Regions from separate parts of the Mus musculus genome. Here regions 2 and 3 are each linked to region 1. A link is a contact called in public Hi-C and Micro-C data. All regions are on one chromosome and are shown on one strand. Each heading gives the region's core, a stretch centred on a gene start, on an enhancer-like site or on the middle of the called end of the contact. The rest is flanking DNA. Distances are from core to core; before and after follow the strand shown. Region 1 holds the start of Neurog2 (neurogenin 2). Region 2 holds the start of Ank2 (ankyrin 2, brain). Region 3 overlaps Ank2 (ankyrin 2, brain).

Region 1 (3,195 bases), core at 70-2,569:
CCAGTAGTCCACGTCTGACCCGGGGCTAGCGGGCGATAAAGTGCAGCTGTATGGGGACGTGGAGTTGGAGGATGACGCCGGGCTGTTGGTGCAGCTCCAGGAGGAAGGTGGAGAAGGGCTGTCCCCGCTGGCGCCGAGCGCAGCTCCCGGGCTCAGGAGCACCGCCTCCGTGAAGAGCGCCCCCTGGAGGCCACCGGCGCCGGCGCAGTGGTCCGCCAGGCGCAGAGTCTCGGTGAGCGCCCAGATGTAATTGTGGGCGAAGCGCAGCGTCTCGATCTTCGTGAGCTTGGCATCCTCGGGGAAGGTGGGCAGCACCTCGCGCAGCGCGTCCAGCGCGGCGTTTAGGTTGTGCATGCGGTTGCGCTCGCGGTTGTTGGCCTTGAGCCTGCGGGTCTTCTTGATGCGCTGCACCGTCTCCGCCGTCTTGGCACCTCGGGAGACGGCCCGTGAGCGCGACGGGCGACGCTTGCACTCGTGCATCAGGCCCAGCAGCCGCCCTGGCCGGCAACCCCCGGCACCCGACGCCGGACTGCCCTGCACCCCCTGCCCGGCTTCCGCTCCACGCTGCCCACGCGCGGAGCCCGGCCGGCGCAGCTCCTCGTCCTCCTCCTCGTCCGCGCTGGAGGACATCGGGGTCAGGGTCGCCGAGGCCGGGGAAGCCGAGCCCAGCAGCATCAGTACCTCCTCTTCCTCCTTCAACTCCAGAGTCTCAGATTTGACGAACATCCTGAGAAAGAAGAGGCAGATGAAATTTATTCCCAGAATGGACAGGGTAAAGTGTCGCTGGCGCCGCGCCCCGCCCCCCCCCCCTCCATCTCCCTCAATGTGCATTCGCGAAGATGGCGAGGACAGAGCTGGGGAGGAGCGCCCCGGGCTCGAGCCACCTTCTGCCGGTCACAGAAGTCACTGCGTCTAGAGCGATGGAGTTAGCGTGGGCGGCGTGAGCCTGCGTGGGGACACTGCCTGCGAAGTGGAGAGCCGCGGCATGCACACTTACCTACGCGGCTCCAGATGTGTCGCGGCGCAGCTGCTGCTCCGGTGTGTGTCCGGGAATGTCCCCGCAGCCCGGAACCGAGCACGGTGTCCTCCGCGCCGCGGGCTTGGCGCTTCCTAGGCGCACCTCCGCGGGGGGGCCTCTCGGCTGGGCGACTTTGCCAAGAGCCCGGACGACCGCGGCAGCTCGCCCGAGTCTCGTGTGTTGTCGTTCTCGTGCGTGGTTGTCTGTCAGTCAGTCCCTGGCCGTGTGGCTGCTGGCACGCGACTCCAAGGCACTCCAGTTAAAGCCGAGCTGCTTGTGGTTCAGTGGCTGCGTGTCTGGCACACGACTCTCCTTAAAACCCCTTATATACCACCAAGAAAACAATCAGATCTGCCCCGGGGCCCCCTCCTCACCTACCCTTCCCCCGCCCTCTCCTCCTCCGCCTGTCCTGGTCCCCCGCTCTCCCTCCCCAGCTTATTCTTTTCATCGTATTATCATCATTCATTTCTTTCCCTTTCTTTAGTCCCTCTCCCCCTCCCCTGGCCTGGCCATCCATCCTCCTCCTCCATCACCCCCGCCCCTCCGTCCCCCCTTTATCTAATCAGCATAAAATGGTTCTAAAGCTCCTGTTGGCGCTCCAGGCTGCAGCCCAAGCTACCGAAGCCGCGGCGGCGGCAGTGGCTCAAGCTGCGGCTGTTGTCGCCGCCGCTGTCTATTGTGATTGGTGGCTCGCGCTCGGCTGGAGCGTGCCGCTAATTTATTAATGAAAGGAGGTCGCGAGGCGCAGCTGGCCAATCAGTGTTCCCGGGACTCCGGGAGGCCTGCGAGCCACGCGCACCGGAGCCCGCTCCCTTTCAGCAGCTCATTAGGGGCCCGAGTGCTGGGGGCCCATGGCGGGGGGGGGGGGGGGCACCCCGACTACTGCTCCCGCCCGAGTCCTCCATACGCGTCCCGCCCGTCTCAGCCGGGGTCTCACGGGCGGGCGACCGGAGCCTTGAATTAGTGAGAGTCAGAATCCCGGAGAAGGCAGCCTGGTGGTGCTGCCGGCCATGTCTCGGCAAAGCCTCTTTGGGGCCGTATCAACTAGAAAACGGGTTTTAAAACACCTTAGTCTAATTAGGAAAAGGAAGGGGTCACGTACGTGTGCCAGACAGGAGGCACGTTGTGAGAGAGTGTGCCTGAGTTCTAGAGAAACGTGTCTATGACTGTTTGGGAAACATTAGGAGTTCACAGAGACGTCCCCTAGAAGGGGAAATTGGTCGGAGAGCAATTGATGAGCATTAAAAAAAAATAAAATAAAATAAAATAAAATAAACGCACTCACTTGACACACCCATTTTCCCTGAGACACAGTGAGGCTTCACGCCTTGACGTAATTTGGGGGGCTTCTGGTGCGGAAGGGGATGGGTACCAACAACAGGTTAGAGCCAGATGATACTATAAGGTGGCTTCCTGTGTGGGTGGCAAAGGCAGGCGTGCTACTGCTCCTAGGAGCGAGTGGATCACTCTGACACTTGTATGACCTCTGCTCCGCTCTGGGGGGCGTTGTTGAGACATAGGGCCTGTCCTCCCAATTCTGCCTTTTCAATGGGGAGAAAAAAAATAGAAAGGAGCTCTAGCTCCCTGCTGGACTTGAGAGGAAACTTGTTCTGAATTGCTGTCTGTCCCTCCCCTTTACCACTAGACGCAGAACCAGAGTCCCAGAAGTGAGTGAGTCCTGAGTGTCATCTGGGACCGGTCGCGGGGTCCTTTTTTGCGAGGATGAAAGGAGAGTCTTGGGAGGGGCTTTAGCAGTCCACCAGAGCCAGAGAAAGAGATTATCCGCAGGTCTCTGGCTCCTTAGTTCGTTGGGACTGAAAATGAGCTGAATCTCAGAGAAGAGTTCAGCCAGAGCACTGTTCGCATTGGCACGGTTTGCGTGTGTTTAGTTCCCTTAGAGGGCTACGGAGCAGGATTTGGAGAGCGTGGAGCCGAAGAAAAGCAAAATTAGCATCCAGGGAAATAGTCTGGATCTTTGCAGCACCCCAACCTCCAGTATTTTCTGTCAAACTTTCATTTCTTCCCCCTTTAAAAAAAGCACATTTCCTAAATGTAAAAGCATTATTTCATCTAGTTCCCGCTAGATCCTCTCGGAACACTTTAATTTCCCTTGTAGACAGGACTGAAATAATGGGAAGGCACAGACGATACTGGACTTCAACACACGCCATCCGGCC
Region 2 (3,213 bases), core at 482-2,981, 130 kb after region 1:
ACTGTAACACGTAGAAAAAGTTTGTGCTTTTAAGTTATCAACTAGAAGTCAAAGCATGGCTTCCCAACCTTCCAAAGAAGCTTAGCAACGATTCTCGGATCTTTAACATTTTCTGGATATAATAATATCCAAAGGTGCTCACCTTCCAAAGAAGCTTAGCAACGATTCTCGGATCTTTAACATTTTCTGGATATAATAATATCCAAAGGTGCTCGGCCGTGCTCTCGTGGACTCTGCCTTCAAGTCCTAGGTGAGCCTCAAAGGATAAACAAGTGAATACAAATCCCATCAAGAGGAGCAAAGTGCACAGAAGGGATGCAGTAAGGAAGATGGGAAAGGCAGGGCAGGCTGTCGTGTCCCAGACACGACATTTCTCTTTCTAGATCTGTTTCAAGCTGTGCAGTGCACAGGTGCGAACATGCAGCCCGGTTTTATGCTGTGTGTATTAGAATGTTGAGCCATGATGGTGGTGTGAATGAGAAGAATAGAGAAAATGCAGATATGATTGAACTGTAAAAATCAATAAGATCTACAGATGATCAAATTTGGGACCCAAGAGCATCAATAATTAGTGATATTTCTGAGGATTTGTCCATCTGGGTTGCAGGACCATTTGTGTCTTCTCATGGTAACCAGCTTGTCCCCTAGTCCCTCTGTGCAAGGATGCTCTTGGCTCAGTCTAACCGTGCTGGGACTCCAGGCACGGACCATGGAGCTCGGCTCTCTTTTGTTAAAGCTGGAGATATATCCGTGTGGAGATTCATAGGAAATGGAAAATAAATGGCAGGAGAGAGGACAACTCGTCTCATGAAAGTCATTTTGCTAGATTTTATTTATTTATTTGTTTGTTTGTTTGTTTATACATGGTCCCATGTACCACAAGCTGGCCTCGAACTCACTGTAGAGCCAAAGATGACCTTGAACTTCTGATTTTTCCATCTCTGCCTCCCAAGTACTGGGACGGCAGACATGCACAGCCACGCCTAGTTTATCCATAGCTGGGGATCGCACCCAAGGCTTCATTCATAGCAAGCAAATATGTGATATACTGAGCTACATTCCAGCTCTTGCTGCTATTAAAAACAAACAAATGAAATTTCCATCTCAGTGGGACATCACTAAAGAGGTACTTGGATGGCGATTTTCCCTACTCCTGGTAGTTCCAGCTTTATTCCAGGGAAGCAGCAACGCAAAGTAGGCCAGCCATCCCGCAGCACGCATGACTTGTGCCACAGCCATTGCGCCGGTCTGCTAAACCTGGTCCTTTGGGTCCCAACTCTTTCAGGATCTATGCAAGTGTTCAGGGTACCTTAGAGAAAAGGCAGCCAAGTCATCACCGGGAAGAGTAGCTGGAAGGCTCTTTCTCATCAAGGAAAAGGTGGGGAAGAGGAAACGCCCAAAGCGTGAAAGATACACAGATTGTGACATTTCACCCTCCTCAGTTCACATTGGACAGGAGCTAAGGTCACAGAGGTATTCCACATTCTGGTCACTTCATATAAATGACTTGTTCCTCATTGGGAGGGAGTGGTTGGAAGGACAAAGAATGCGCTAGAGGTGGGTGGGTGGCTCGCCCACGCGGACAGGAGATCTGGCGTGTAGCGGGTGTGAGAGTGAATGGGAGCGGAGCGGGCCCGCGCGGGGCAGGGAGGAGCAGCAGCCGGGCCTCCCGGGGGACGTCTCCCGGGCTGCGGGAGCGCAGCCGAGCTTCTTATCCCCACCCACCTCGCGAGCTCCGGCAGGCAGTGGTGCATATAGACATATTTCTGGGAGCTGTCCATGAGCTCATCGCTCTCCCGGCGCGCGGCGAAGGAAGAAGCCCTCCTCTTTCTCCCCGCGCCACCAGCAGCAGTCGCTTAGCGCTTGTCGCCGGCCCAGCCCGCAGCCCACTCGGCGCACCATGGCCCCACGGCACCTCGCGCAGAGGTAGGTGGGCTCGGGCAGCAGGTCTCCACGGGCGATCGCGGCCAAGGCCGACCTTCTGCGGTCGCCTAGAAGCACGCGGGTCCCCGGGTGAGCCCGAACGCCGCAGGCCGGGAGCGGAAGAGACGAGGACACGCGGGACAGCCGGACTTGACCGAGGGAAGGAGTTCCGAGAGCGTGGACATGGCTTCTCCCACCTCCCCTGGCCCGGAGGGAGGGGCCTGCACCCCGCAGAACCCCCCGCGGATCCGTCAGGTGGGTGCTGGGTGCCGGGGGGGGGGTTGTCCCCCAGGTCCTCGCCTCCCCCAAGGACCGGGACATCGACTTCAGGGGACAGGGGCTGGCCCCACAGGGAACCCATTCATGCGAGCTTGTGCACTTCGCCTGGCCCAGGAGTATTCCTGAAACCTTTTTCAACGTCCACTTTGCACTCACGCCCCCTCAACCCCCCAACCCCCACGCGCGCGCCTTCCTAAACCAGGCGTGTAACTTCTGTCCGTACACACTCAGGCACACCCGCAAACTGATCTCTCTGCGCTGCAAGGAGGCACACACCCAGCTGTCACATGACCCACTGCAGAGCTATACCGTTAGAAGCCACTCAGGGTGCTAGGATGGGGCTGTAGCCCTGAATGGAGTTTTCTTAGGACCTTTGCCAGGGGTGGCTGCAAATGCTGGCTTCTCACCCACAGGAGAGAAGGGACTTCAACTTTCAACACGGCTACCCCAACAACTGCAGTCATGTAGTGGTAGGGAAGGTATTCATGCTCGCCCTGCATCGATACTCACAGTTTGCCCAGCCCTCCAGCACCGCAACAAGGGCTTGCCCACTTGTCTGGCTGTTTGAATAAGTCCTATTTTTCTGTCTATGTTATATATACTTTAATAATTTTAAAAGGGAGTAGTGGTCCTCCGGCATGGCGGCCCACGCACTACAGAGGCTGAGGCTGGAGAGTCCATGTGAGTTTGAGGTCAGCCTGGTCTGCCTAGGAAATCCCAGGACAACTGGGGCTACATAGTTAAGACCCTATCTCTAAAAATTAAGTGTGGTGGGGGCTGACGGGGTTGGGAGCGTGGTACTCCACTCCCTAGTGGTCTGAGATTTCATGGCTAGGCTTTCTGCACCTGCCACCATAGCCAGGACCTCCTCCTCACTTAGCTCTTAGGTCCTCACAGTGGAAGGTTGCCCTCCTGCCTGTTCAGATGGCATTTTATTCTGAGATGTGATTTGCTAATGGCAAGGAAGGAACTACCAAAGAGAACTGGATTCCTATTTAGAAACAGAGTAAC
Region 3 (3,512 bases), core at 548-3,047, 180 kb after region 1:
TGGTCAAGCTTACTCATTGCTGGGTAAGCACTCTACCACTGAGCTATAGCCTTATCCAGTTCAATGTACTTTTTATTTTTTAAAAGATTTATTTATTTATTATATGTAAGTACACTGTAGCTGTCTTCAGACACACCAGAAGAGGGCAACCGATCTCATTCCTCATGGTTGTGAGTTTCTGGGATTTGAACTCAGGACTTCTGGAAGAGCAGTCAGTGCTCTTACCCACAGAGCCATCTCTCCAGCCCTGCTATAGACTTTCTAGTGCCATCTTGTGGCAGGAACTTGTGCTAAAGCTGAAGTTTGTTTTGCAAATGCTTAATTACTTGATAGTTTAATTCTATGCATATTCAATATCTCATTAGAGAGCATTAAACTTGCAAATTATAGAAAGAAAGTGCTAAGTTGGACTTAAATAATGACTTGTGGGATCATTTCGGAACGTGCATGACTTGTCTGTCCGTTTAAGAAAAACATTAAACAGAAAAAAAAATACTGGAGCAGAATCGTCCAGCTGAACCCGATTAAAGACGTAGACCCCAGCTCAAGGTCAATCTGTGAGTTTGTCAGGAGGGAGTCTGTCTGGCAGTGGCTCTACGTCTCTTCGAGCCAATGTTCTCCTTCATTGAATGGGAATAGTAATACTTTACCATGAATTACTCTTGCAACTTAGGTGGAATGTATAGTTAAAACACTTGCTAGGTTTCTTTTCTTTTCTCTTTTGAGACGGGGTGAGGGTGGGGGTGGGTGGGGTCTTTGTGCAGCCCGGACTGAACTGGAACTCACTGGGTAGACCAGACTTGGAGACTGGCCTTGGAACTCACAGAATTCACGCTTACTTTTGCATCTGGAGTTCTGGGATTGAAGGTGTGCACAACCACGCCCAGCAGCTGCTAATTTTAGAGCCTGAAAGCAGTTTAGAGTGGCTGTTTGAACTGAATTTTGGGCAACTGCTTAGCCATTTTGGAAGTTTAACTGGTCAGGACAATGCATTTTGCAGAGGTAGAAGATAGGCCTACAGTCCAATTTCTCAAAGCAAACTGGCGCCCATCCCTTCTGTCTGTGGTTGTCGTCTCTTTAATAGTCTCCTTTTGGCTCTCATGGAGCCATAGAACACTTCTGTTTACCTCTGCGAATCGTCCTTAGGACATTGTGGATTTTCTCGTTCCCCAAGTTTATATAGAATCCCTCCCTTAAAGGCTGACTTCCTGCCTAGCTCCGTTCCTGGGAGGAAACATAGTTGGTAGCTAAAAGTCCTCCAGGCCTTCAGGAGCACAGGTCCGCTCACCCAGATGTATCTCCCAACAATTTCTTTTACAGGGAACAAAAATCATTCCCTCCAGGCTCACAGACTTAATCTCGAGGGAATTTCCTGTATCTCTCCTTCAGTCTTCCCGACTCCACTCTCCTCAGCTCCCTTTAATGCCACTAATGGAAAGCCCGTGCACAGCGGCAGCAAGGCACAGCTGCAGCTCAGAAGCCAGAACTGAGATCTGTGTATCTCAGTCTTTGTTGTTGTTGTTTTTTCAAGACAGGGTTTCTCTGAATAGCCCTGGATGTCCTGGGGCTCACTTTGTAGACCAGGCTGGCCTCGAACTCAGAAATCCGCCTGCCTTTGCTTTCCGAGTGCTGGGATTAAAGGCGTGCGCCACCACGCCCGGCTTGTATCTCAGTCTTAAGCGAACCCCGGGCTGGAAAGATGGCTCAGAGGTTTAAGAGCACTTACCACTCTGACTGAGGATTTGAGTTCAATAGCTAGCAACCCACATGAGGGGCTCACAATCACTCCAGCTCCAGGGGATGCGATGCCCTCTTCTGGTCTTTGAGAGTATCTGGCATGTACATGTGCGGCCACATGCAGCTGCACATACATGGACACATAAATAAAACAGAAAGCATTAAAAAAAAAATCTCATTTAGGTCATGGCAGTCGCAACCCCGTCTGGGAGGTGGGGGCAAAGCTGAAATTTAAATACACTTTTGCTTTTTTTTCCCCCGCTGGAAATTATGTTTCTTCTGACTCCTGGTATTTCACAGTCAGTCTCTTCACTGGAAATCCCAAGACTCCGCTCTGGTTTCTTGTTTGGGACCAGGTCCCCATTTCAGCTCTAAATTAAAATAGCGACCAGGCCACAGAAACCAGGTGCAGTGGCCGACATCTGGGTACTGTGTGCTCTACTGATAGCACTTGGGTAGTGAAGGACCAAGATGGAGATCCAGGAAGTCAGAGTCACAGTGACTCTGAGGCCAGCCTACATTACCAAGACCCCGTCTCTACTCCAACCCTCCCCAACAATTTAAAGAATGTGTGAGTGGGGCTGGAGAGATGGCTCGGTGATAAGTGCTTGTCTGGCACGCACAGTGCACTGAATCTTCCCCGGCATCGCAAAAACAGACTGGCACACGAGTTAGGTGCACCTAGGACAGCAGATTCATGTTGGGGAAGACAGACAGCAGACCCTGGCGCAATCTGACTGCATTACATGAATGCTCACAGGAATTAGAACACTTCTGGTCCTGAACTTACAAAATAAGGAAGGGGGCCAGCTTAATAAAACCAAGCAACTGAAAAGGTCATTAAGACTAGGTGTGTACACCTTTTATTACAGCACATAAAACATATTTAGAGCCGTGGGTCTTGCCTTGGGGGTAGCAGACAGTTCTCATAGGTCATGATAGAGTGACTTCTGTTGTATCAGATTCTTGGAATTATACTTTTTTTCTTCCCTCCACATTTTGCTAAAAGCCAGGAGATCAAATTCACTTCTTCTTGAAGACTCAGATCAGCTAGGATAATTCCCAAACCAGGTTTGGAAAGTAGCGTTTATTAGGTCTTTGTGGATCCTGGGAATTTGTAATGTTGGAATGGAGACCCTTCATTCTAGTTCATTTTATGTTCAGTTGCATAGAGCCTCAAGGCAGCGGGAGCAGGGGGTGGTGCTGCCCCCTAGGGGAATTTAGGGGAATGAGTGACACCTCGAGCTGTCCTGTCTCTCTGCATTTGGGTTAGAATTTACACTCTTGGCTTTCCTGGATTTTTCCAGCTTGCAGATGAAAATTTCTGGGGTATAGGCTTCATAGTCACACAATCCCATTCCAGTTTCTTCATATGTACAGCCATGTATGCATTTCCTACTGATTTTATTTCTCTAGAGAACTGAGAACAACCCAACATTCCTGGATGACTACAGCAGTTTACACTAGGTTTTCTTTCCTTTTCTATCAGTGCTGTATGAACTAACAACAGGTAGTTAATTTCTCCCTTCTCACCCTTCTGTCTCTCTCTCCCCCTCTCCCCTTTCCTTTTCCTTCTTTCCCCTCTGCCAATTTGTCTTCCCACCACCTCCATCTGACTCAGCCCCCCTGACTTGTGCAGACATAAGGTTGGTTGTGAATATTTATGTTTCTGTGCTCTTTGCCCATTTACCAATGGGCAGAACATCAGAAATCATCCTAACTGCCTTCGCTCCGTTCTCCATATCCCTGGTGAGTAGGTGATACTGAGGGGGATT

What was found. Hi-C and Micro-C count contacts between places; a contact is called where the count stands out from the background.
Region 2: a contact with region 1 is called in a Hi-C map of germline stem cells, with 2.0 times the contacts expected there. The contact joins the promoter of Ank2 here to the promoter of Neurog2 in region 1. A contact is called at or near these places in 2 of 484 Hi-C or Micro-C datasets (embryonic stem cells and germline stem cells) and 2 of 9 other capture datasets (adipose tissue and liver).
Region 3: a contact with region 1 is called in a Micro-C map of embryonic stem cells, with 3 times the contacts expected there. The contact joins the enhancer-like site here to the promoter of Neurog2 in region 1. A contact is called at or near these places in 1 of 39 promoter capture datasets (embryonic stem cells), 1 of 15 datasets of contacts at CTCF or cohesin (embryonic stem cells), 14 of 484 Hi-C or Micro-C datasets (Th1 cells and embryonic stem cells) and 6 of 115 datasets of contacts at active chromatin or transcription factors (embryonic stem cells, epiblast stem cells and stem cell-derived epiblast-like cells).

Annotation. Positions count from the first base shown.
Region 1 is chr3:127,631,260-127,634,454 of GRCm38.p6, reverse strand. It overlaps Neurog2 (neurogenin 2), which reads right to left and starts at 1,319. Exons shown (of 2, transcript NM_009718.3): 1 at 998-1,319; 2 at 1-727. The coding sequence starts at 726.
Region 2 is chr3:127,497,633-127,500,845 of GRCm38.p6, reverse strand. Ank2 (ankyrin 2, brain) reads left to right here and starts at 1,731. Exons shown (of 48, transcript NM_001327938.1): 1 at 1,731-2,178. The coding sequence starts at 2,107.
Region 3 is chr3:127,450,701-127,454,212 of GRCm38.p6, reverse strand. All of the region lies in intron 1 of Ank2 (ankyrin 2, brain), which reads left to right. Among named protein-coding and RNA genes, the nearest start is that of Gm35535, 18 kb to the left of the region's middle. Within about 2 kb of position 1,797, at least 25 of the 459 cell types and tissues checked have an H3K27ac peak or open chromatin away from gene starts, as enhancers often do. A contact at or near this core is called in embryonic stem cells and epiblast stem cells, where this site is marked.